2 separate regions of the Triticum aestivum genome follow, and region 1 is linked to region 2. A link is a contact called in public Hi-C data. All regions are on one chromosome and are shown on one strand. The core of a region is the stretch at or near the end of the contact, and the rest is flanking DNA. Distances in the headings are between cores, read along the strand shown. Region 1 has its middle 15 kb from the start of LOC123128433. Region 2 holds the start of LOC780635 (MADS-box transcription factor 22).

What was found. Hi-C and Micro-C count contacts between places; a contact is called where the count stands out from the background.
Region 1: a contact with region 2 is called in a Hi-C map of leaf, with 4 times the contacts expected there. The contact joins the enhancer-like site here to the promoter of LOC780635 in region 2. A contact is called at or near these places in 2 of 5 Hi-C or Micro-C datasets (both in leaf).

Annotation. Positions count from the first base shown.
Region 1 is chr6A:553,111,630-553,118,235 of IWGSC CS RefSeq v2.1, forward strand. No RefSeq gene overlaps it. Among protein-coding and RNA genes, the nearest start is that of LOC123128433, 15 kb to the right of the region's middle. Within about 2 kb of position 2,377, at least 7 of the 8 cell types and tissues checked have an H3K27ac peak or open chromatin away from gene starts, as enhancers often do. A contact at or near this core is called in leaf, where this site is marked.
Region 2 is chr6A:553,041,190-553,048,284 of IWGSC CS RefSeq v2.1, forward strand. It overlaps LOC780635 (MADS-box transcription factor 22), which reads right to left and starts at 3,534. Exons shown (of 8, transcript XM_044548426.1): 1 at 3,031-3,534; 2 at 912-990; 3 at 2-63. The coding sequence starts at 3,212.

The sequences.
Region 1 (6,606 bases), core at 1,127-3,626, 69 kb after region 2:
GAATGGCTCGGAGGTAAAGATTGATATATAGGACGATGATATTCGGACACCGGAAGAGTTTCGAGATGTATCAAGTAGAAATCGGGTCATCGGAAGGGGTTCCGGACACCCCGGGAGGTTAATGGGCCATATGGGACAAAGGGGGGAACACACTAAACCACAAGGGGCTGGCGCGCCCCTCCTAGGCCGCAACCCTTGGGAGAGAAGGAAAAGGGGGGAGTCCGCCTCCCCCTTCCTTTCCTCTCCCCCTTTCCTTTCCCCTCCGGCAAATATGGTAAGGGGGCGCCACTAGGGAATGACCCCAAGTCGGATTCGGCCTACTTGGGGCTCCTCCTTGGCTGCTCCTCCCTCCCCCACCTATATATATGTGGGAAGGGGGCGCCACACAGAACCACGACAATTGCTTAGCCGTGTGTGGCGCCCCCTTCCACAGTTTAGTTCCTCGGTCTTATTTTAGTAGTGCTTAGGCGAAGCCCTGCGGAGATAGCTTCACCATCACCGTCACCACGCCATCGTGTTGCCGAAACTCGTCCACTCCTTCGCCGTCTTGCTGGATCGAGAAGGTGAGGGCGTCACCGAGCTAAACATGTGCTGAACGCGGAGGTGTCGTATGTTCGGTACTCGTTCGGTTGGACCGCGAAGAAGTTCGACTTCATCAACCGTGTTACTGAATGCTTCCGCTTACGGTCTACGAGGGTACGTACACACACTTCGCCCTCGTTAATATGCATCTCTATGGATAGATCTTGCGTGTGCGTAGATTTTTTTTTGTTTTCCATGCAACATTTCCTAACAGAAAATAGGGGTGGGATTTGCCCGTGTTTTTTTAAAATTAATATGGATGCATATTTTGATCAAGAATTGTTTGGGCGCACATCTGGAGCGTCCCGAGGGACGATAAAGATAAATTAATTGTTGTGGAAAAATTAGAGGATATATTGTTGTGTGGGCGTTCTGGAGTTGAAGCCTCGACAAGATTCGGTCATTGCCTTGCACAATAGACAAGTTGCAATCGCCTCGTTATTAACTCTGATAATTCGAATATCATTGAAACCAGGAAGAATGGAGGGCGATCTATAGGAGTGACGGTGGTAGTTTTTCACGATTGTTATTATATTTTATGTGACTTTTCTATGCTTAGTTTCAAACATTGTAATAGATAAGCTAATAAATTTGCTCATGAACTTATTAGTTTGGCTAGATTTCCTTCGACTCTTGATTGGTATGAGAAGCCCTTGAGTGTGATTGTACCCTTTCTCATGGACGATATAACTATTATTCCGAATGAAGAAAATTGTATGTGTTTTCAATAAACAGAAAGTGGGCAATGTCCAATTAAAAACGGCTAGCCGAAACATACAACGATCGATAAGCCTGCAAAGAGGGTAATGCGATGTCCTGCAGATCGAATCAAGTGGGACTGAAAACGGGATGCGAATCGTTCCAAAGTACTAGTAAACCGGTGGCAACTGGCAAGCAGTCGCTATGGTTGATGTAGTACAACACAAAGGTCCAAATCGGCTGGGCCGACATATTTAATCTCGTCTCTCCCGGCTTTTGCAACGTTAGTTTAACCCAGCGTACGTACGCACACGATCATTAGCTCAAAGATGCTAGTACTGCTACTATCAATCTAGTAGCGAAGCTTTCGGCATTAGTTTACATTTTCTGGAATTTGCATTAGTTTACCGGAAAGGACCACGACCTCCCACCGCGCCCCGGCTGCACCAGCTGGAAATGGTAAAAGGAACCGTTACTTTCTATAGCAACAGCATGATACTAAATACACTAGTGGTAGTACAGTATATCTTACTGTAATCCCTCTCACGCGAACATAACACGCAAGCTGGAGTCGCTTTCCACGGCGCGTCGTGCCTCGCTCATTTTTACCGGTCGCGGGCGGTCAAAGCCGGAACAGTGCGTCCAGTCGTGTCGCGGCGTACGCGACGGCAGCCTTTGCGTTGTGTTGGCTGCTTTGCTTTCGGACGTGGTGACTGGTGAGGCCCTACGGTCGGCCCTGACGACGCAGCGCCAGCGGCAGGGGAATCATCAAAGCAGTAGCAGTACGCTTGGTGTACTCCACCCCTGGTTTCGGCAACGAGGCCGTCCCAATGGTGGGGGTTCGTACACGCGTGTTGGAGCGCGCCGAGGCGCACGCCATCCCGGAACGGAAACGCTAGGGCTGGGCGCCACGAAAGCCTACGCACCGTCGGCCGCAAACCCACAAGCGGAAGCGGCTAGGCCTGGCCGCGCTGAAAGCCTACGGCGATCCGGGACACGGATACGCGGAGATCTCTCTGGATGGATGCACCCCGGGTACCGCCCGCCGATGATGGCCGAGCGTCGTGGTGGAAAGCTGCGGAGGCGTCCCGTCCAGTCCTCGCGTACGCGATGCAGAGGCCACCCCACGGGTGCGAGACCCCCTCGTAGTACAGTACTAGTACGTGTGTGTACCTGGCGGTGGCGAGATGCGTGGCCGGGAGAGCCAGGGGCAGCGCACCCGCGCAGAACCCTTTTCTTTCTCTTTGGACCGGAAATGACATGGTGGGATGGCTTTTGGGCACCGCTATTTGCGTCCTGTTTCGGGGTACTCCAGGCTTTCTTTTCGAGTTTAAAAAAGACGTGATGGCTTTTGCGGAACCGGACGGCCGCGCAGATCTTTTCAGGAGAGCATTCGGTCATCGCTGGAGCTCGGTAGCATGACGGCGAAATCAGTTAAAAAGTATTCGTTGCAATAAACACCCCAACTCCCCTTATTGCTTTGTCCGTAGATCCGTTTATTCAAAATATTTTATCTTTTAAACCGTTCGTCCAAATGTTAAACCGCTTTTACCGTTCGATCCTTCGCGTCGAGATCTTCAAAATTAGATCCCATCTTAATAGATTTTGACGAACTTTTTTTTCATGAAAAAAACGGACGAAAAAACCGAATCAAAAGTACGGGTTTTTCCCTTTCTAAAAAAGGCAGGCCCGTGCCTTGAAATCACAACCGTGACTCTCGTGAAAGCAAAACCATGACTCTTGCGGAAGGAAAAAAAAAAGAAAACGTATTTTTTTTTTCATTTCCGAGGAGGCATGACCGTGACTCTCGCGAAAGCACAACCATGCTTCTCGCGGATGCAAAACCGTAACTCTCACGAAAGAAAAAAAAAGTAAACACGGTTTTTTTTGTTTCCGAGAGGCACGGCCGTGACTCTCGCGAAAGCACAACCATGCCTCTCGTGAAAGCAAAACCGTAACTCTCGTGAAAGGAAAAAACAGAAAACGCGTTATTTTTCATTTTCGAGAGGCACGGCCATGACTCTCACGGAAGCAAAACCATGCCTCTCGGGGAAGCAAAAAATCATGATTCTCGCGAAAGATTTAAAAAACGCGTTTTTTCGTGCAAAAAAATTTATTTATTTTTTATCAAAAAGCTAAGGAAGAACGGTGAAAAACCAAAACGTCATAAAAAACCGGGGAAAAACCATTTAAAAAACCAAAAATGCATGTGGAAAAATAAAAAAAATAAAATTTAAAGGGAACGTCTAGAGCGCGACACGTAGCGAATGGCTGAGAGCGCGACACGTGGCGAATGGCTGAGAGCGTGCCAAGTGACGATGATCGTTGCGAGGCTCCCGAAAAAGCACTGTTAACTAGTTGCTCTGGTATGAAGGAGTCGCAGGTGTAGTGACGTTGGGGGCGTTTTCTGGCCCACAATCTGCGTCATCAGGTCCATGAGGCTACAGTGTTTTTTCCTTTTTCTTTTCGAAACTGCTTCATAGACGACACTTTGATGGACGATGCCAAGACGATGGTTAATCCAACGGGCAGGGGCTGCTTAGGCTTGGGCTTGAATGGTTGGATATGCATGTCGTTTGTGTTTCGTGTAGTAACCGTCGTGTGTGAAGCAGTGCTCTTTTCTTTTTGCGAGGTATGAGATTACGATGATGCTCGAGGAAGAAGTCCAAAAGGGTTGCCGCTGGCTCTGCCTGGCGATAACGTAGAGGCTCACACGCCATTGACATGCTAATCTAGAGAGCGATCGCCAGTGATACGAGTCTTATCCATGTTTCTGCTGGAGACATTTCTCAAGAACAAATAATATTTCATTCTAAACTAATATAAATGCGTTTAGATCACTAATTTAATGATTTAAATGCTTTTATACTTTCTCCGTTCGAAAAAGCTTATCTCAAACTTATTTCTCGAATGGATGTAGTATCTAGCATTAACTTAATGCTAAGTTCATTCATTTAAGGGACAAGACTTTTTGGATGGAGAAAGTATTAGTTTATTACTCTCTCCGTTTCAAATTACTTGTCGCAAGTATAGATGTATCTAGATGCATTTTAGTTTTAGATACATTCATTTCTACTATGAGTAATTTGGAATGGAGGGAGTACATTCTCATGGAGACCGGTGGCGAACCGATCATGATCAAACGCATCCCGGGGGCGGAAGGGGCAGCCCAGTCCTGGCTTCGCTCGTTGGTTCATTCATCTGGCCCGCACAGTACTCGCTTGGGCCAGGCGTCAGGGTGTCGCTGAAGTGAACTGCTGCTGCGCAAGTCGAACAGCAGTTCAGTTTTTGCATCACCACGTACAACACGTACGTACTTGATTTGTTTGCACGGTCTATAAGCATTTTTTTTACCAACACTTGATAGGGCTGCAGTTCATGCATGCACATCCAAACCCCTGTCCTCTTTTTTTGCGAGGGCATCCAAACCCTGTCAGTTCGTCGAGGTGGGGGATAAATCGGGCTGTCCAGATTTTGCATCGCCACTGCCTAAGCGTACAGTACAGCGTGTACTGATTCGTTTGCACGGTCTATAAACTTTTTTTTACCCACTTTAGCTACACTAAGGTACATGAATTTCAAATGGGAATGTTAAAATCTGATGCCGGATTTTTAACCATGGCAGAATAGGTGTTTTCGATGATACATTATGTTGTTTTGATGATGCCAATTTTCTTTAGCAAGCACGGCAGATCCTGCCTCCTAAAGAAAATTGTCATCTTCGTGACAACTTAATTTGCAATAAAAATATGTTCGATTCACCGTGCTAAAGAATCTGATGTTGGATTTGTACCCAAATAGTATTTAAATTTGGGTAAGTCAATTTTCTAACAATTATTTTGTTGATGTCAAAATTCATTTTTCTGCGTTGTGTTTTTTCACGGCTTCTTGGGATGAATTCTTTTAATTGTCTTTGTTTGGGGGTCAGACGATTTTCTATTGGGCCTACAGCCCATTACACGTTGCCCGTTTTTGTCCTATTTGTATGTGTTTTGCTTTTGTTTTTCTTTTTATTTTCTACTCCCTTAGTCTGAAAATACTTGTCATCAAAATGGATAAAAAGAGTTGTATCTAAAACTAAAATACGTCTAGATACATCCCCTTTTGTTCATTTTGATGACAAATATTTCCGGACGGAGGGAGTATATGGGTATTTCGGGATATTGGGTGAGTTTAAATGTACGCATGCAACTATGCAAGTACTCCCTCCGTTCCTAAATATAATTCTTTTTAGACATTTAAATAGACAATAATATACGGATGTATATAGACATATTTTAGAGTGTAGATTCACTCATTTTGCTATGTATGTAGTCACTTGTTAGAATCTCTAGAAAGACTTATATTTGGGAACGGAGGGAGTAGTATACAATAAATGTTTAAATTATATTCCCTCCGTCCTAAAATAAGTGTATTTGATGTAGTAAAACTTTAGTAGGACGAAGGGAGTAGCAGAGAGTAAACATACATTATTATGTGCTTATTTTTTGTATATTGCAATAATGTGATTTAGTACAAAGTTGTGTGCAAGTTTTTATATTTTTTCATTTTCTTTCTTCTTAAAGGGTAATACTAGTGCCACTAACTCATTCTTTCTTAGAAAAGTTCGTTATTACCATTTTGTTTAAGTTTTCATCTCATTTTGTTTCCTCTTTAAGGGTAATACCCATTCCACTAATTCATCCATTATTAGGATACTTCCTTTTCACGAAATTTCTATTAGTATTTGTTTATTCTTGCTTTTTATAAAAAAGCACAATTATTTGTGTGCAAATTATTTTGTCTTATTTTTAAGGGTGGACTAATGTCACTAATCCAGTATTCCTTAGGAAAGTTCATTATTTTGCTTTGTTTTAGTTTTTGTATTTCATTTTCTTTCTTCTTAAAAGATAATACCAATTTCACTAATTCATTCATTCTTTAGGAACTTCTTTTTTTGCGAAAAAACACTATTATGTGACTAGTTTGACATATTATAAAAAAACATAGTTATTTGTTTGCACCTTTTGTCTTTTTTTTTGTTTTGCTTATTTTTATTTTCTTTTATTTTTAAAGGGTAATACCAATGCCAATAACTCATTCTTCCTTATAAAACTTCAATATTTGTTCTTAGTTTTTTTATTTCTTTCTTTTTCAAGGGTAATACCAATGGCAACTTTCATTCCTTCTTAGGAAACTCACTCTATGAAAATTCCACTATTATATGTGTACTTTTGGATTTTATAAAAAAAGCACAAATTCTTTGTAAATTGTGTGCAAATGTTGTCATTTTTTCTTTCTACCAATGTGACTAATTCAATCTTCCTCAGAAAACTTCATTATTTT
Region 2 (7,095 bases), core at 2,284-4,783:
CCTTAGTCGAAGACTAGCTTCTGCAAGCTGATCGTTCAAATTTGCATACTTGCTATGCTCTAACTGAAAATAGAAATGCGCCAGCATGTCAGTACTAATTTGATTAAGAAATTTAATCAACCAAATCGCAACTACCTTCATATACCAAGAGGAGTTTATAAATGAATACTATCAATGCATTCAGAAAAGGCAGTAATTATCATATTGCAATAGCTGATAAATTTTTTTGCCTACATTTTGCCCAAGGCTTCTACTTTATAAAGTGTTGACATCCATTAATAAAAATAAGGAAGAGAAGTACACCTTTTCACAGCTATCATGAACAATAAGTGTTGTGGTTAACTAAAACAACGACACTTATTTTGGGACAGAGGGAGTATTATATGTGGCCTAACACCCAACTCAAAAAAAACTTGAAAAGGGTGTGGTTGTTTTAAAAAATTCAAGAATTAAATTTTAGAGTTTCAAAAAATTCTACATGATTTTGTCTTTTTTGTGTAGATCTCACCATAATATATATATCATCTTCAAAAATTGCATACATGTAGGATACATCCATATGAATGTGTATAATTTTTTTCAAAAAAAATAGTAACTTCAAAATATGAATTTTTTTTCTTTTTTCAAAATAACCACCTCCATCAAGGTCGCCCGCCATTGGCATTTTGGGATAGAAGATACTGCTTTTCAACTTTCAAGTATTCTTTATAGCAAAGTTTCGCTTCAATGGTTTTAGATGGGGAAAATGCATTTATATGAAGGTTTGTGCTAGATTAGGCCTTGAATATAAGATATTTTATTTTGGGCCACATCCTTATATTGCTTATGTAGATTCACAAGTATTGGGACACTACAAACACAGAACTTCAATTTGCTGGCTAACATCACTGAGGGTGAGAAGTGATTATTACGTTCAAGTCAAGAGCAGGCTGGTCTGTTTTCCCCAGGTTCTTAGAATGCGTGCTGTACTTGTCGATGATCTCATTCATACTGTCCAAGGAAAGGCAATATCAGTACGACATGAAGCTACAACTAATCAATAAAAAAGGAAATGACTAAAATAACAGTGATATAGGGATGTTCAGAATTATACAGGGGCATACTAGGTACATTAACTATAGTCACCTTGACAGTTCATTGTAACAATGACGATCAAATTACTAGAAATCACTGACAAGAGTATGAAGTTAGGTTAAAGTGAAGACTGAACTCTGATGTTAACCCGAACGAAAAAACACTAGTCCATAAGTAATAACATTTCTACATATATAAGATGACACCCGTTAGTGCGATGGACTAAATAAACAGAAGAGAAAGCCAAAAAATGTTTGTTTCTGAAACGAAGAGAGATTATCCTTAACCAGATAGAAAGTCAGAATGTTTTTTGAATCCAAACACCTTAATGAGAAAGCATCGAAACTGAGTCCACATTTTCCCATTAACTTTGTATATAGCAGTAGTTAAATGCTCTCAGTCCCTATTATGTAACATTCAGTTTAAATTATTCTTTAAATTACCTAAACAAGGACTAATTACTTGTAGCATTCTGGTTCCTAGAAGTTTAGTAAATATTATAATGCACCGCGGAGGAAATTAATGCTGGACTCAAATGTCCTTACGTTTTGCTCCTACAGTTTACTGCTAATAAGAGTTCCAAGTCATAGTACTTTCCTTGTAATGCTATGTTAGACAAATGCATGGTTATCGATAATTCACTGAAGTTGGCATGCACCAGTATGATCCATAATCATCCAAGAAACTTAAAACACCGGACACTCCTCAAAAGATTGCTATTCTTTAACAAGACAGTTACTGTTTCAAGTAAAAGAAGTTGAGACCATACACACAACTTCCTCAGCTAAACAAATGATCCCAGGAAAAGAAAACTCAAATATGATTTTGGTGATAGCGTATCATTTGATTAGCTGACGAAGCTTTTCAATGTCAACACATATACAACAACTAAGACTATTTCATCTTTAATAAAAAAAATCAGTACGGTGACATGTAAAGGCAGCACATAATAAGTTAAAGAAGGCTGATGAGTCATTTGAAGGTCCATAAGAATCTCGTAAACAAACATGATGCCCAAGATGCTAGTGTTAGAATACTAGGTACAGTAGCTAACAACGGCAAATTTTCCCCTAACGGCCACATTGAACGGCAGAGAATGGGGACCTGAACAAAACAAACAAGTGGAGGACATCAGCACAACAATCTATGGACCACAAATATATCATTGCTTTCTCCCGTCGAGGAAGCCTTCACACCCAAACCCAAACTAAGGAAGAAAGGAAAAGAGGCGACGAACAAATGCGTGCAAGAGTACAAATAATATCTCATCGAACAACGGTAACCGATATACCGCACAGAACACTAAGTCCCATTAGAATCAGCGGGCGATGCGACGTACGAGCAGCAGCACATAAAATCACAAGTCCGGCCGTACGTACGCAATTAGCAGGCGCAACTTTGCCCCACCGGAGCACTCGAGGCGCGCAAGAACCGACGATAAAACACCGCAGCTGAAGATGCATAGACATACGCAGCAAATATAAACAGAAGCCGCACAGCACTCGCAGAGGCGCGCATGCTCGTAACACACCGCTCGATCGGGAAAAGAAAAAAAGAAAATCAACGAAAAAAATGCGCAACCAGCTACAGGAGTATGACTACTACAGTAAACAGAAATAATTAAAATCCCCATTTCGGCAAGAATGACGACATCCGCGAACGTAACCAGAAAATCCGCTGCGGGCGGTGCCAAGCAACGCGATCCGCCCCGCCAGCACGTCGCATGATCCCCACCGGGCGCGCGAGACGCGGAAAGGCACGCAAAACTGACACGGGACCCGCGGGAGGGAGCAGCATGAACCCTAGGCGAGCCGGATCCTGCGCCCGGGAAGGCGAGGGAAGAAGAGAGGCGGGTAGATCTACGGACCGTCGCGGGAAGACGAGACGAGGAGGGACGGGAGGGGAGGACCCGAGGCGAGCGAGCGAGCGAGCGGCGCGGAGGAGGGACGCATGTACCTGGAGCTGGCGAACTGGGAGAGCTTGCCGGTGGAGGAGAAGACGATGAGCGCGACGTCGGCGTCGCAGAGGACGGAGAGCTCCTCGGCCTTCTTGAAGAGGCCCCGGCGGCGCTTGGAGAAGGTGACCTGCCGCGCCGCCGCGCTCTCTATCCGCTTTATCTCCCTCCGCTCCCGCGCCATCGCGTCGCCTCCCTCTCTCCCTCGATCTCCTCGTCCCCTCCCCCTCTCTAACCCGGCCACCGCCCGCGCCGAGGCTCGCCCAGGCAGGCAGGCTCGGAGCACCGTGCTGGCGCGGCTCACTCGCCGATGCGGCGGTTGCGATGCGATGGGGATGGATGGAAGGAGGGATGCGAAAGGAGAGGAGGGGAGAGGAAAGGGGGGAGGGGAGGTGGAGTGGAGGAGGCGACGCGGGGGGTTGGGGGTCTCGAGACCGGGACCAGCGCTAGCTTTGCTCCGATTGGCAAAGGGCGGAGTACTACTAATAAAAACCGGGCCAACCGCGGCCCGGGCGAGCCCACGCGAGGATTAGGCGCATAAACAAAGCGATCAGGACGCAAGCACGGGGCCCTGCCGGCCCAGTCATTTTTTATGCACGCGACACGCGACTGCGGCGCGGGGCCCGCCGGAACGCAGAGGAGGGGGGACGGACGGACGGCTGGCTGGCTGGCTACCTAGTGGGGAGTAGAGTAGCTGGGCGGGTGGGTGGATGGATGGGGGAAAGGGGGGAGGAAGGGGAGGGTGCCGGAAATGGAAAGGATGGCGCGGCCGGACCAGAACAGTACTGACTGTAGCAGGATGGGCGGAGGGAAGGAAGGGATCGAGGGAGGCCGGAAAGGAAAAGGGAAGCCAGAGCGTGGCAGCGGAGTAGAGTCGTAGGGGGATTGATTCCTTTCCTTGCTGCATGGGCATGGGCAGGGGCAGCACGCACGGCCACGGCCGCGTACGCCACTGCAGACGCCCGGATTCCCTGTTCCGGCCACCACTCTGTGGCTTGCTTGCATGGCTCCCTCCCTCCGGAGGATCCCTCCTCCCTCCCTGGCCTGTTCTCGCTTCGCTCTCGTTTGGCCTGGTGCGGCAGCGCAGTGCATGCGGGTTGGGCGGCGCGCACGGCCGTATGGTTGCTACTACTGCAGACGCCCGGATTCGCTGTTCCGGCCGCGACTATGTGCGCCGACCCGAGCTCTTGTTTTTGCTTCGTCTCGTTTTCTTTCCTGCCTCTGGGTCTTGTGCTGTCTCTCGCTTTGTTGGTTCTTCGTCTTCATCTTGTGACCCATCCTCCGTCTCCTCCTTTGCTCGGCTGCCTTCTCGGTCGTCGCTGGCTAAGAGCATCTAACACCGGACTTAGCAAATCCGGTCCCTCAAACACCCGCGAACACGACCGGACGCGTCCGCCGACACTGATCGGGCACGCCTCATATTTCCTTCTCCATGTAATTTTCTCCTATTCTTCCCCTAAATCCATACAAAAGCATGGAGAACATATAGCTACGTACTACATTCTATAGTACTCAAATTTCGTCGTTGTCGAAGATGGCCTGAGTCACCTGTGCCGGGTTCGGAGCCGCCTGGGCCGCCTGCGCCGCCTCCACCTGTTGCCGACGGCGACGCCTAGCCTCCGCAGCCGACTCCGCGCGATTGGCGTGCTGCTCCGACCACACGCCCATGTCCTCCTCCATCGCCGGCGCCTCCTCCTCACCCATATCCATCGGCGGCGCCTCCTCCGCCGGCTCCTGCTCCTGCTCCTCCTCTTCCTCGTTCGCCGGCTCCTCCTCCTCCACTTCCTCGAAATCCTTCTCCGGTTTTAGAGGTAGCCCCGCTTCCCTACAGATCCGGACTTGCTCAAGGAGGAAGAGTCGGTGTTGGATCGTGTAGCGGCGGCGGCGTGGGGGCATGGCTAACGGGTTTGAGTAGCGGCGGAGGAAGGGAAGAGGCGGATGTGCTAGGGCTGGAGGCGTCGGCCGGCTTAAATAGCCGGCTACAGCCTCGAGCGGGGAGCCGGAGCGGCGCCACACGGTGTTCACACTACAGAGACGATTGAGGCGCCCGTCGAACTGTCGGGTTTCCCGGCGAGTCTGTGTGAGGCCACACCTTCAGGCCGACGTGGAAGGTGTGCACGGGCGCGCCCGAGCGTCCCCATATCCGCCTCATATTTGGGTTGGATATGGGGGGTGCCGGCCAGTCTGGGCTTTTCAGGGGTCGTCTGTGTTAAAAAATCATGACCGGGCGACCTGTCCGGATGTATGAGGCGGGTTTGAGAGATCTGATTATAGATGCTCTAATATCATTGGCGCATTTTCTAAGATATTGCACATGGGTACGGCTAGGTCTCAATCGACTGAGACTTAACCAAGTTTCAGTCAAGTGACATACTATATAAAAAAATAAAAACTGAAAATAAAAAAATTATATGAATCTTCATGCAAGATCAAAGGAGAATATAGTATTGGTGGAGACATAACAAAGTCTCAGTCGACTGAGAGTGAGACTTAGCAAAATTGATTACACATTTTCTATGGTTCAAATCTGCTTTTATTTCAACACGCCACCGAACTGACAAAGCTATGGTCAAGATGCAAGTTCTTTGATTCTCTTTGTAGGAAAGCTGCTCCTGTCATACGGGGGCTAGAGAAGATGTTCCTTGAAATTCGGATATATTGCTAGACTTTGCAAAGATTCCTTAAATGGTGATTAAGGTGCCCTTTTGTGATGACTATCATTAGATCTTTGATATCTGCAATGTGTAAGATTGCACGGTTGGTCACTGAATCCTTCTGGTCATTTTAGAAGAAAGGTGTCTCCTGTTCTTGCTCGGCATTGGAGTCATAAGAGCATCTACAATCGCAGTACCGAAAATTCAGTCCCCAAGCGCCTATGGACATGAAAAGTGACCATACAATAGGGATGAAAATAGAGCGAAAACGGACGGAACTGAGTGCTATCATATTTATTTTCACATTTTTTTGCAGAAGCGGAAACGAATACAGAAACCCCGAAAATGAATATGGAAACAGATGAAACGAACACGGAGCGAATACAAAGCGGATATGGAAACAAAAATAGGCATTAATCGGAACTTAAAAACCCCTTGAATCATAGAGAAATAAACAAATTTAATGAGTTTTTAACATTGCTACAAAATAATATCATTATGTTAGCAACTTAGCGTAGTATTGTAGTAGTATCAGACAATTGTGTATGGGTTAAGCTTAGTACATGTGTGGTAGTAGAAGTTGGGCCTTAGATCCATTCTACTAATTGTGTCATTGTGTTATTTTTGATGCTTGGGCTATAAAGCAGCTATAGGTCTATAGTAAAAACAGAAATTCCATATTCACGGAAACGGAAAGTTCCATTTCCATGCATGTTAGACCGATAAACACAGTTCTGTTTTTGTTTCCGTTTCCGCATAAAAAATCCGTTTCCACTTCTGTTTTGCAAATATTCGTTTCCGTTTTCATATTTTCTCTCCGTTCTGTTTTTGTTTCTGTTTCCGCATAAAAAGTCGATTCTACAACCACAAACACCGTTTCCAAACCACCAAATCCATATTACTATATGCAACGTAAAACTTAATCTAAACGGAGCTCGCCGGCTCCGATGTGCCCATGTCCGGCGGTCAGCTGTATGTGCCCCTTGAAGTGTTGGTCCGTGTCGGTGTCAAAACCGACCAATCTCGGGTAGGGGATCCCGAACTGTGCGTTTGAGGACCGAAGGTAACCGGAGGCAGGGTACACAATGTTTACCCAGGTTCGGGCCCTCTTAATGGAGATAATATTGTACTTCCTGCTTGATATAAGGACCATGGTAAACTTGACCCTGCTATGGGGCGTAGGATCCATGGGCCACCTACGGGCCGTCGGTAAATGAGCCTCCAACAGGCCGTAGAATCAGTGGGCCTTGGGTTGTCGGATAAATGGGTCAACATGGGCCGTAAACTGGCGTATTGGTATCGGCCCAGCATGGTAACAGGTCGTTAACAGGCTGGAGGACAGCAAAGGCTTAATTCTTTCACAGGCATAACGGGTCATTAATGGGCCAGAATATAGGACGGGCTGAAAACGGC